Regions from separate parts of the Mus musculus genome. Here region 2 is linked to region 1. The links are chromatin contacts, called in public capture Hi-C maps. All regions are on one chromosome and are shown on one strand. The core of a region is the stretch at or near the end of the contact, and the rest is flanking DNA. Distances in the headings are between cores, read along the strand shown. Region 1 has its middle 60 kb from the start of Sec14l1. Region 2 overlaps Gm35170 (a long non-coding RNA gene).

Region 1 (6,421 bases), core at 2,278-4,777:
AGAGATAACGGGCCCAACTCACAAACCAGCATCCAGGCAAGGGTATGGCAGGAGCAGACTCCCTTCCCTCCTGGGTGTCACATCTCATCCACACTCTTAAACACCAAATCAGCCAGCTTGAGTAGTGAGGGAACAGACTCAGCAGCCCTGGTAATGACCAACCTGGATGAATCTTCCTCCTCATGACACCTGCCTTAGGGCCACTACTGCTGTGATGAAACACTGCGACCAAAAGCAACGTGGGGAGGGGAGGGTTAATTTCAAGTCAGGGCAGGTACTCAAAGAGGGTTTGACCCTGGAGGCAGGAGCTGATGTAGATGCCATGGAGAGGTGCTGCTTGCTGGCTTGCTCAGCCCGCTTTCTTAGAGAACCCTGGACCACCAGCTCAGGGGTGACATCACCCACAGTGGGCTGGGCCCTCCCCCATCAATCACTAATTAAGAAAATGCCCCTCAGATTGAATTTATGGAGGCACAATTGAGGTTCCCTCCTTTCAGATAACTCTAGCTTATCTAGTGAGCCTGAGGCTAGCCTGGGCTACAGGAGACCCCCAACTCATAATTCAGGACAGTGACCTTCAAGTTCAGCTGCCTAGGGGTCGGTGACAAGCTGGCTACCAGTGAGGACTTAGTAAGCACGTGACGCGGGGCAGGAGTGTCACCCTCATGGGGTAGGGCAGAAGGACTTCCTGGAGGAGGTCAAAGCTAAGCTGGCAGTCCAGGGTCTTCCAGGCCAACAGTCTCAAGAGATTCTGTAGCCATTGTTCCTGGACTCTAGTCCTGTGTACAACCCGTGGACTTTAAGCTTTGGAGATAACAGTGCCCATGTGGTAGGCTGGTGGGAATCAGAGCAAGATGCAGGTTGGAACACCCAAGAGGGAGGGAGGGAGAGAGGGAGGAAGGAAAGGTGTGGTGGGGGCCACAAAGCTGGGGGGGGGGTGCGTGGGGTGGGGGCGGTGGGGGGGGGGGGCGGGAGAGGGTGAGTGTCCAAAGCCAGGAGCTCCAGGTCCTGAGCTACACAGGATCTCACTCTCCAGCAGGTGGCGATGTCGCCTCAGGAATGAGGTTGGTCTCACATGGGTCAGTACTTGCTGGCAGGGACAGTGGAGAACAAGGGGCAGGCATTTTGCAACATGCTTGTCTCAAGGGACAGGCCACTGGATGACCCCTTCCTAGGTCATTGTTACCTCTTTCAAACCATTGATGCTGTCTGTTGGGCTCTTGCTGTGAGGGGGTTCTCATTGTTACCCACTGACTCCACTCCTCAGCCGCTCTGAACCTGCGTATCAGGTTCCTGTGTCCCCTTCATTCTGGGTGCTAATGGAGAAAGAGGGGCAGGACACATAGGGCCAGAGGTAAGCTGAACAGCGAGGGGTGGAGGGTGGGGTAGGGGAGCAGGTCTCTCCCTGACACCTGGGCCCAGCCCCATTCAGTAATGTCATTTGCAGGGCTGTTCAGAGGACTATCCCAGTCTGCAGAAGGCATGCACTCCAGGGCCAGGCAGGGCCGGTGTGTGACTAACACACTGAGTATAATTGTTTATGATCCCCGATCCATAGATAAGAGGAACATAGCCCGCAGCCAGGAAGAGGAGATGGACAATTACTGAGAGCATCTGTGACCCTGTGTTCCACCTGTCCCTAGAGCCTCCTGTTACACACAAGCATTCACATGTACACAAATACATACTCACATACATGCACGCTCATCCACATATACACATGTACACAAACACACACTCAAATATGTGTATATGCACGTATGTACACAAGTGTAAACACACATTTACACACAAAATATACACCCAAGCTCAAAGGTATATGTACACAGGTATACAGCACACAAACACTGACATGCGTAAAATGCACATACATAGCAACATGCACACAATCACAGTCATATATATATGTGTGTGTATGTACCCACACATGCATATACATACTACATGAACACACATGCACACTATGTGTGTATACACAGCACACATACATGTATGAAACAGTCTCCAGGTTCCTTCTGGTATCGCCCTCTGCTGGCAGGAGGAACAGGTAACACCAGTTCTGGCCAAGCCCAGCTCAGCTCACAGGCCAGTGTCAGCCCGGTCCCCAGCCTGCCCCCTCCCCCGACCTTGCTGAGGTGACCTCATCCAGGCCGCAGTGAGACAGAAACCCAGATCACCTGCCACACCCAGCGCCTGTCCTCTCTTCTCTTCCACCCCAGTACCACCATCTTAGAATCTAGCACCTTCACAAGTGCCTCTGTGGAGGGGGGGGCTGGGGGCGGTACGGGTGGTGGTGACCATCCTCCTGTCTCCTCCTTGGCACAGAGTCTGGCTCAGGGTCACAGTGCAGTGAAGCCTAGCTGCTATCTCTGGCCTGTGAGCTCCCTGCTCTCGGGGAAACTTGAGTCCAGTGGGGAAAGTTACTGAGGCCATTCTAGGAAGTTCCAGGCAGGCCGTGTTTCTTTAAACCAGGTTGTTAGGAAGGGGTGGCAATGCAAAGAGCGGGGGTAAGAGTACTGCAGGCAGAGAGGGTGGGTGCAAAGGCCCTGGGGCAGGGAGCAGGATGCACAGGCGCACACACTCACAATACCTTTCTCTTATTAATAAAAATGGATGAGAAGTGTGTGAGAGCTCATTTGCTTCTTGCAGTGATGGCTACATTTGCTACCAGTCATGAAACTAGAAGGCTGGGGAACAGGTTTCAGAGCCCACCCTGACAGCCAAGACAGGTTGCCTAGCAGAGGGGGGAATGTCTCCTTTTGGAAGAGTGCCAGGCAATACCGGGATAAACGATGTTCGAAAGTTGGACCCTGCGGTTCTAGCACTTAGAAGTCTGAGGGAGATGGAGCATGAATTTGCAGGCCGGCTGAGTTATGTAAAGAGCAGAGGTTGGTTAGAAAGCTCAGCCGGCGAGAGCACGCAGTTACAGAAGATGGAGCTCTGATTCCCAGTACCCACAGCTGCACCTTACCACCGCCTGTGACTGCAGCTCCGGGGTCTAGTGTCGCCTCCTGGATCCTGAGGACACTGCACACGTGTGTACACACACACATGCACACAGGCATACACTCATGAATAACTAATAAATCTTTAAAAAACAATAACGTCAGAGCATGGTGACATTCACACCTTTAATTCTAGCACTGGGAGGCAGAGGCAGGAGGATCTGTGTGAGTTCAAAGCCAGCCAGGGCCACTTAGTGAGACCTATCTCCAAGCAAATAGTTAAAATAAATTTAGGAAGACAATAAAAGCTGCAACCTGAGTAATTCGCTCAAGCAGCCCTGCCCACTCGGGAGGCCACGCCCACTCTGGGAAGTCACGCCCACAGGGGAATCCCACCCGAATCCCTTTCCCCTAAACCTTACTACGGTCTGAATACAAAGTATCGCCAGGATCTCCTCTGTTTGGACACATGGTCCCCGGCTGGAAGTGCTGTTTTAGGGACTATGGAACCTTTGAGACCTAGAGCCCAGCTGGAAGACATGGGCCTTGAGGGGTACAGACCGAGCCTGCTTCCTCCCAGCGCGCACTGTGCTTCCTGCGCACTGTGCTTCCTGCTTACGAAGATGTCTACAAGCGGGACTGTGAGCTCCTACTGCCACGAGAAAGAGCCACTTCAGCAGCAATGCCTTCCCAAATCCTGAGTAACTGAAACTCCTCGCAACCATGTGCTGTGAGAATCTTGACTTCTCTAAAAACACAGCAAATGTTACAGGAATATGTTTTTGTTTCAATCCCAGGTGTGGAATCTGGGGCTGCCTCAGATTGTCCACAGCAGCTAACTATGATTTATCGCGGGCTCTGGCAGGGGCGTGATTCTTCCTGCTGAAGATAGTGTGTATGGAATTCTGGGGACTCTTGAGACGGTATAAAAATGCCAGAACCGCCCGGAGAGAGGCTGCAGCAGCTGCTCCGGCTGCTTGGAGGTATCCTGATTGCAAAGATTGGATTTGCTCCAAGGAACTCAGCGCCCCTAGTCAGCAGGAAGTAGTCTAACGGGATCGATGCCCCGTCCGCCCCCACCCCCACCCCAGCCTTCTTTCTTTCCTACCTAGTGTTGGAGGTTGGAAGGAATAGGATGGAGAAGAGCAGTAGGGGAAAAAGCCAATAAAGTAACCAAAAGTACAGATAGGACCATGAACCAAGACAAGCCTTCTTCCCTCTGCAGCTTCCGACAACTGCCAGCGGAGCGGAGCATTAGCATCCTCAGTCTTAATGCTTGTGCTTCAGTGTACACGTTTTTCTCAGGGAATTCTAATTTTGTTTCATTTAAAAAAAAAAAAAAAAGAGTGCTGTGGCTGAGTTGGAAGCTTCCTTAGCTGGGATGCGTGAGGCCCTGGGTTTTCTTCCCAGTGTTACATAAACTGGGCATGGTGGCACATGCCTGCTGAAGGCAGGAGGATCAGAGGGCCTAGGTCTTCCTCAGCTATCCAGTGAAGGTCCAAGCCAGCCTGGGCTATGTGAGAGCGTGTCATTAAAAAAAAAAGTGGAAGAGGAGAAAGGGGAGGAAAGGTGGGAGAGGGGAGGGAGGTGGGAGGGGGAGGGGGAGGGGGATGGGAGAGGAAAGGAATTGGGCACTCTGCAGCCCCTGCATGAAAGAGTTGGTTCAAGCAATAACTCCTCACAGACTGCAGGAAACCAGATGTCACCAGTGCCCAAGTGCCACCCCCAGATTACCAGGGGGTCACCAACAGAACATTAGCAATGGAGAAGACTAGCTCTTACCCCAGCCTTCTGATGTCTATGAGCCAGGCTGGCCCAAAAGTTGAGTGTGAATCTGATGAGACCTGTCTTGGCACCAGCATGCACCAAACAGGCCTTGGGAAACACAAAATGCCAGCTGGAAGCCTGGTACCCCAGGCCTCTGGCCCGGGCTCTCCTACCGTCAGGGCCTTTGTCTTAGTCCGTTTCCTGTTGCTACACAATACTCACGGCCGGGTCTTTCAGGAAAAGATCGGGCTTGTGAGATGGCTCATCAGGTAAGCTCACTCCTGCTCCCACCGCCGGATGGCTCAGTCCTGTGCACAGGGAAGCCATGCAAACAGAAGCTGCATGTGGTGGTGCGAATCTGGAACCCAGCAGCCTACAGTGAGAACTGCCCTGAAGATGGAGGGCCAGTTAGCATGGCAGAAATAAGCAATCCTGCCTCAACAAGGTGGAAGGAGAGAGCCAAGTGTCCTCTTAACCCAACACACGTGCTGTGACACTCAGCACCCCACCCCATCTCATAAGACTAAGAAATAAAACTTATCTAAAGAGAATTATCTGAGTGATGATGCAGACAGCATTGTGTGGACATGATGCCATGAGCCCTGAACCCGGACATGCTGCCATGAGCCCTGAACCCGGACGCCTCCCAGATGGCAGAGAGACAGGAGCCAGTCCCTGTGAGCGGCCTAGTAAAGACTGATTGAACCACAGCAATGCCCCTGCAGGTGTATTTTGGGGGTGACTTTATCAGGTTCTTTTACCTACCACTCCTCCAACCCTTATTCCACCCTAGCCCCTTCCAACGCCCAACACTGAGTAGGAGAGAGAGAAGGTTAGAGAGGAAAGGGAACCGAGGCCTCCTTAGACTACTTCCTGCTAATTAGGGGCATCAAGGATTTGAAAATTATTTTTACAAAGTTCCTTGGGGCAAGTCCAATCTTCCGTTGTCAGAAGAGCTCTAAGTAGCAATCCAGCAAACACAGTGGCAGGGGTCAGCAGCTGTCTCAGACCCTCTTGGGGTCCCCCCCCCATTTATACCCTCTCCAGAGTCCCAAAGGTAAACTATCTGCAGCTGGCAAAAATCACACCCCTCCTAGAGTATGAGACAATCATAATTCCCATATCCCACACCTGGGATTAAAAAAAACATAACATAACATAACTGGGTTTTTAAGGAAACCAAAATTAGTGTTACCCCCCCCATGACCTGACCCTTATAGGTACCCCTTTGTAAAGTTACATCACCCCAATTCTGCCAAGGACCCGGCTTCTATCACATGGTCCTTGTGAGACACCACTACACTGGGGACCAAGTTTCTAGCACACAGGTCACTGGGGAACACGCTGCAAACATATCCAAACCATAGCACATTCTAGACTAAAGGTGACATGAGAGTTGCATTTACGACAGGCCATGCACAGCCCTCAGCTGCTTCCTGCAGGCTGAGCAGGCCGTAGAAAGAGGAGGAAGGTCTGGTACAGACAGTGTCTAAGCAGCACACACGAGTCTAGACAGTAGCGTGAATTCTAAGTGAGAAATGTCAGTTTCCAGTTTCTGTAACCCTGGGCGGTATTTTTCAATAAGAAAACAATAAATCTGTTTTTATTTTTTTGAGACAGGCTCTCACAGAGCCCAGAGTGTCCTTGAATTCTCACAAGGTAACTGAGAGTAGACCTGAATGCCTGATCCCCCTGCCTCCACCTCCTAT
Region 2 (6,421 bases), core at 1,774-4,273, 460 kb before region 1:
GTTACTGACAGCAGAGGGCTGTGTGTGCTGAGTGTATGTGAGTGTGAGACAGAGGGAATGTGTGAGTGTGTATGTGAGTGTGTGAGTGTGTGTGTATGTATGAATGTGGTATGTGTGTGACTGTGTGTATGTATCTGTGACTGTGGTGTGACTGTGTGTTTTTGAGTGTGGTGTGTATGAGTGTGTGTGTGTGTGTGTTTGTGAGTGTGGTGTGTATATGACTCTGTGTGAATGTATGTATTGTGTGTGTATAACCGTGTGTGTATGTATGTGTGAGTGTGGTGTGTATGTGTTTGTGAGTATGTATGAGTGAGTGTGATGTGTGTGAGAGTGGTGTGTGTGGCTGTGTGTGTTTGTGAGTGCGTGTGAATATGTGTGAGTGTGTATGTGTGAGTGTATATGTGAGTATGTGTGTATGTGTGAGTATAGTGTGTGTGACTGTGTGTGAGTGTGGTATGTGTGTATGAGTGTGGTGTGTATGACTGTATGTGTGAGTATGTTGTGTGTGATTGTGTGTGTGACTGTGTGACTGTGTGAGTATATGAGTGTGAGTGTATGAGTGTGTAGGTGTGAGTATGCTTGTATGTGTGACTGTGTGTGTATGTATGTGTATGTGTGTGTCTGCATGCACATATAAATATACCCAAGAAAGTATTAACCAGGTAGAAATCCTGAAGAAAGCAAGAACATGCCCCTGTGTTCTCTTCTCCAATGACCCCTTTAAGTACACAACAAACAATTCAAAGCTCACTTCCCTTTTATGCTTCCAGTTCATGGATTCACTCCAGTTAACTACAATGATTTTCAAACACCTGCCCTCACGGACGCTCCCCTCTCACAGTGCACCCTGGTCCATCTCTCTCTGGGCCACTGAGCTGACAGTCATCTGGAGGAAAGCATGGGAGCAGGACCATGGATGTTAGCAGGGGGAGGCTTCATCAGGTTGAAGAGGAACCTGGGATGGGCCACAGAGAGCTGGGGCAGGTAAGAGATGTGACAGAGGGGGTGGGGCAGGCCTTCTCCCCAGCAGAGGAGTTCCATGTTGGGAAGAGACAAACCTAGAAAGAGAGAAGCGAATAAACTCAGAGTCTTCATTGATTCTGGGTCTCGGGCTATTTATTGACGAAAGGGAAGATACAGTCAAGAAGGGCTTAATGCTTGCTTCCCCAGGTATCTGCTTCTGCTGGAGGCTGACGAAGGCAGGAGATAGAACATGAGGGTGGGACAGAGCCAAGCTCCTGAAGTGGCACACAGGCTGGGTCTGGAGCCTTTCCTTTCTCCTCCTTCCCCCATGCATATGTAGATTCCTGTGTGTGCATATATAGGTTCCTGTGTGTGCATATATAGGTTCCTGTGTGTGCATATATGTAGGTTCCTGTGTGTGCATATATGTAGGTTCCTGTGTGTGCATATATGTAGGTTCCTGTGTGTGCATATATGTTGGTTCCTGTGTGTGCATATATGTAGGTTCCTGTGTGTGCATATATAGGTTCCTGTGTGTGCATATATGTAGACGAGTGGATGCATTTGCACACATGCGAGCTTGTGGAAACCAAATGTCAACAATGGATGTCTTCTTCCTCAATTACTTTCCTCCTTATTTTTTGAGACAGGGTTCCTCACTGAGCCTAGAGCTCACCAGTTTGGCTAGACAGATCCAGGGAAGGCTGGGATTACAGGCACACATCGCTGAACCAGCTTTTATGTGGATACTGGTGACTAAACATGGGGGCTTTGTTTCTGGGAGCTCTTGGTAATGGCTAGCCAGTCAACAGAGCCATGGGTCAGCCCAGGGTACGACTCATCTGCAGCCCCATGACTCAGTAAGAACCGTTGTGATCCAGAGCTGCCACCTAGCAAATATTCAAGAAAAGACTTCGAAGTGATGGCAGTAAACGTGTGAGGGAAATAAGGCCAGCGAGAGAAATATATTTTCAACACTAAGATGGCAATTCAATCCCAACACTGGCAAAGAGTTTTAAGTCTGTCCAGAATTGAGCGTGTGTTGGTTTTGTTAGGGTAGCAGGGACACACAGCTCAGTGGGCCTGCTGGCAGCCTGAGAAATCTCCTTCCCCCTTAGGGACACCACAAAGATAGAGCCAGATCTTTCCTTTTTTTTTTTTTTTTTTTTTTTTTATTTATTTATTATATGTAAGTACACTGTAGCTGTCTTCAGACACTCCAGAAGAGGGCGTCAGATCTTGTTACAGATGGTTGTGAGCCACCATGTGGTTGCTGGGATTTGAACTCCGGACCTTCGGAAGAGCAGTCGGGTGCTCTTACCCACTGAGCCATCTCACCAGCCCCAGATCTTTCCTTTTACCACAGAAAAGTATTTGAGGACAAGCCAACAGGGAGAAGCCAACAGGGAGCAAAGCCAGTTGATTGAGCAGAGTTAAAGACCAGCCTGTGCCTTAGATTTAAGGGCACAGCAAAGCTCCACGCCATGGGTGTGTGCTTCTCAACAGATCTCTCAAGATATGTGTCTTTAAAGGGGCCTTATAGGGCTGGTGAGATGGCTCAGTGGGTAAGAGCACCCGACTGCTCTTCTGAAGGTCCAGAGTTCAAATCCCAGCAACCACATGGTGGCTCACAACCATCCCTAACAAAATCTGACTCACTCTTCTGCTGTGTCTGAAGACAGCTACAGTGTACTTACATATAATAATAAATAAATCTTTAAAAAAAAAGGGGGCCTTATAAGCCAGCAGTGGTGTTATACACCTTTAATCCCAGCATGTGGGAGGCAGAAGCAGGCAGATTTCTGAGTTCAAGGCCAGCCTGGTCTACAGAGTGATTTCCAGGACAGCCAGGGCTACAACAGAGAAACCCTGTCTGGAAACAACAAACAAACAAACAAACAAACAACAACAAAAGCAACATTTAAATATATGAGGTAGCTTACTTATTTTATCTTAAAGAATTACTTTTGGAGAGCTGGTGTGCTGGCTCAGAGGTTTAGAGCACCCACTCACTGCCTTTGCACTTTAACCTCCCCAAGGTGGCTTAATATTGTCAACTTCAGGTGATTCAATGCTCTTGTCTGGCCTTTTGGGGCATCTACATGAAAATGCTTACACACCCCACCCCACCCCCCACACACTAATTTCTTTGGAAACGGAATTATAAAGAAGTTTTCTGTAGCGCATTGTTTAGGTTTGGAGAAGAGAGGCACCCTGGTGTGTTAAAATGAAGGCTGTAAACTTTGTGGCCCTTAGTAGGCATAGTTTATTTTTTAAACTGAACAGTTTTTAAAATTGTACTTGTTGCTGTGTGTGCTGGGTGTGGGTGTAGATACATCATTGTTCTGGTTTGACAGTCAGAGGGCAACTTTGTGGTCCTCCTTTCTTTTTCTCCTCCTCCTCTTTTTTTTTTTTTTTTGGATAGGGTTTCTCTGTGTAGCCCTGGCTGTCCTGGAACTCACTCTGTAGACCAGGCTGGCCTTGAACTCAGAAATCTGCCAGCCTCTGCCTCCCAACTGCTGGGATTAAAGGCGTGTGCCATCGCTGCCCGGCTCCTCCTCCTCCTTCTTCTTAAAAGTATATATTGGTGTTCTGCCTGCCTGAAAGTCTGTATGAGGTTGTCAGATCTTTTTTGAAGTTACAGACAGCTGTGAGCTGCCATGTCCGTGCTGGAAACTGAACCCGGGTTCTCTGGACGAGCAGTCTGTGCTCTATAACCACCGAATCATCACTCCAGCCCCTATTCGTTATTTTTAGCATCCGTGGTTGAGAAGTCTTTGGGCTTCTCTCTATAGGTAATTTTGGGTTTATCAGTTATGGTGAAGTTTCTTTTCTCATTTAAAAATTACATTTATTGATTTATTAATTTATGCATATGTGCATATGTGCCACAGCATTCACGTGAAGGTCAGAGTGTACTTTGTGGGAGCCAATCCTCTCCCTGACCCTCTGTGGGACCCTGAGATCAAACTCAGGCCTTCAGACTTGGAGGCCAGCATCTTTACCTGCTGAGCCATCTTGAAGATACAAGTTGATACAATTTCTTGATTTTCAACAGGAAAGGCAAACTTGTTCCCCGGGGCTTCTTCTCTCCTCCTGTCCCTCTTATTTATTTTTTCTATCTTTCTGCCCTACCTCAATCCCACAAGGAGTTCTTAATTCAATGGGGGAAATGCTTGTGGAGCAGGCTGTGGGCAGAGAAGGGAGGCGAGATGCACCAGCCCAGTCCACCATTACTGGGGAATCCACTCCAAACATGGAAGGCAGTCGGGCAGGCAGAGCTGTTCCTCAGGACTGAGAAAGGGCTCCCATTCTGTCTTTATAGATTGCGACTTCCTGGCACTGGGTCTGGAACACTTGAGTCCTGTTCCCTGTGTGGTGTTCTCTATCCTCTGAGAGAGGTGAGGAACCCCAGAAAGGAGAGGGCGGGATGATGGTTGTGTTGTATATTTTGGCAATGTCACAGTCTCAGGGATGGAGAGATTCATCTGGCTCTCCCTTCACCAGCCATTTCTACAGCAGCGGCAGCAGGAGGGGGCCAAGCGGCATGTTAATTCTTGCTGGAACACAACCAGGCTGACAGTTCCCCCGCTCTAGGCCTGATGGGTGAATCCAGGCATCTTGGCGCTCTGCTGACATCATGGAAAATCTTAGCTGCATGGCCGCAGAGCACACACTTGCCAATTAGCAGGGAAGCCCACAGAGGAAAGAGGTATGAGGTTTCGAATTATCCCTGCGGGAGACAAAGGGCCATTGCCTGATGCCTGAGAGAGGCTGTTCTGTGCACAGCTTGGGCAGCCCACATCTACTGTGGCACCAGGCCAGACATCATCCCTTCAGACAGGAGGAGGTGGGGGCAGGGAGCGGCCTTTGTTTGTCTCAGGCACCTGTGCCCAGTGGAGCTACCTGGATGGGAGGGAGGGGAGGAGGGATGACAGAGGCGGGGAACTTGCAGGAGAGTGGAAATGACAAATGTCTCCCACTGGGAACCCTGTGAGCTGTCCTGCAGGATCATCCATCTCCCTGCCGGTGATTTGCATTCCGACAGGGTGGGAGGTACTCCTGCCCACTGCTCCCCCATCCCACTGCTCCAGTTCCCACTCCAGCCCAATTCAGAATGAGGTGCTAGCCCAGGTGACCCCTGGAGTATTCCCTAAAGCCTTTACGGGACTCCCCAAGGGGCACTACTGAAAGTCTTTACCTCTCCAGAAAGCTTCTGGTAAAAGCCCAAAGCTTCGCCTGGCGCCTGGCGTGGCGTCTCTTGCATTACAATTTCAGCACTGGGGAGGCTGGGGAGAGAGGATCGCTGAGTTTGTGGCCTGTCCACATAGTGAGTTCCAGGGCAGCCTGACTTATATCTGGAGACCTTTTTCTTAAATCAAACTAAAGAGGCCAAAGCTTGTCAAGGTGACTCAGTGGGTGAAGCCAGAGGACCAAAGTCAGGAGAGAGAGAGAGAGAGAGAGAGAGAGAGAGAGAGAGAGAGAGAGAGAGAGAGAGAATGTAAAAGCACAAAAGGCATGCAAAACCCCCTCCCGTAGGAGGGGTGGGATGGGGCTTGGGGAAGGGGTTCAGGATAACGACACGGTGGGAAGCCATCCATTTGATTGTATCAAGAAGCCTTTGTCTTAGAGGGAGTGTATGGAAGCTGAAGACTTAGTATCATAACTGGCTTTCCTGGGCAGGCACAGCGTGCATGCTGCTTGCTGGCAAGCCTTGCCCACGCATCAGGTAGCCCTGCAGGCTCCCAGCTCAGGAAGCCCACTGGCACTGCACCTCCCTGTTTCTTACCCTGGGAGGTAGCACCTGCAGTCTGGAGCCCTGGGGCTGGGGGAGGGGTTGTGGGGGGAGGAGTAGTGAGGGGAGGGATCATGACACGATGTGCATTCTGCAGAGGGAAGAGCCAGGTGCTGATGCCGGGCAGAGCAGCCTGCTGTCTACTGTTTCTGCTTCCTGGTGACTTCATCTTTCCACAGGCCGGGCACATGCCTGGAGACATCAGATGCTCCAATTTGCAGGATCAGTCAGAGGCATGTTTCCCATGACAGGAGCCCTGGGTTGAGGCCTGTTCCTTTAGAGGGGAGGCCTGTGGGGGGCAGATCTAAGAACTGGTAACCTGTGCAAGGATATCAGGAAGGCTAGGCTCAGCAGGCTGGGTGCTCCGGGAAGAAGGGGCTGCACAGGGGTCCATCTGCCGCTGGGAGATCAGCTGATCTTTCCCATTGCTCGACCCCTTGCAGGTTGCCCTGTGTAGGGCAGAGGAAGGGTCCCTAATGCTTTCTTCTCGGGAAGGGCTTGGGCCTTTTCATGGAATTACCTCTTCCTCTGGCCCGGTGCCCACACATTCTCTCATTGTGGCCACCAGAGACCTACCACTGTCCCCTGGATGTTCCCCCTGGGCCCCTGGCAACCAAGGGCCAGAGGAAAGCTTAGCTTCTGAGCCAAGAGAACGCCCTTCCT

What was found. Capture Hi-C pulls out chosen DNA fragments and counts their contacts.
Region 2: a contact with region 1 is called in a capture Hi-C map of embryonic stem cells, with 2.2 times the contacts expected there. The contact joins two enhancer-like sites. A contact is called at or near these places in 2 of 115 datasets of contacts at active chromatin or transcription factors (bone marrow-derived macrophages and pancreatic cancer cells) and 1 of 9 other capture datasets (embryonic stem cells).

What each region holds. Positions count from the first base shown.
Region 1 is chr11:117,172,152-117,178,572 of GRCm38.p6, reverse strand. No RefSeq gene overlaps it. Among named protein-coding and RNA genes, the nearest start is that of Sec14l1, 60 kb to the right of the region's middle. Within about 2 kb of position 3,527, at least 107 of the 459 cell types and tissues checked have an H3K27ac peak or open chromatin away from gene starts, as enhancers often do. A contact at or near this core is called in embryonic stem cells, where this site is marked.
Region 2 is chr11:117,626,728-117,633,148 of GRCm38.p6, reverse strand. It overlaps Gm35170 (a long non-coding RNA gene), which reads left to right. Exons shown (of 4, transcript XR_003949818.1): 2 at 4,289-4,364; 3 at 4,471-4,675. Among named protein-coding and RNA genes, the nearest start is that of Gm35170, 9.8 kb to the left of the region's middle. Within about 2 kb of position 3,023, at least 4 of the 459 cell types and tissues checked have an H3K27ac peak or open chromatin away from gene starts, as enhancers often do. A contact at or near this core is called in embryonic stem cells, where this site is marked.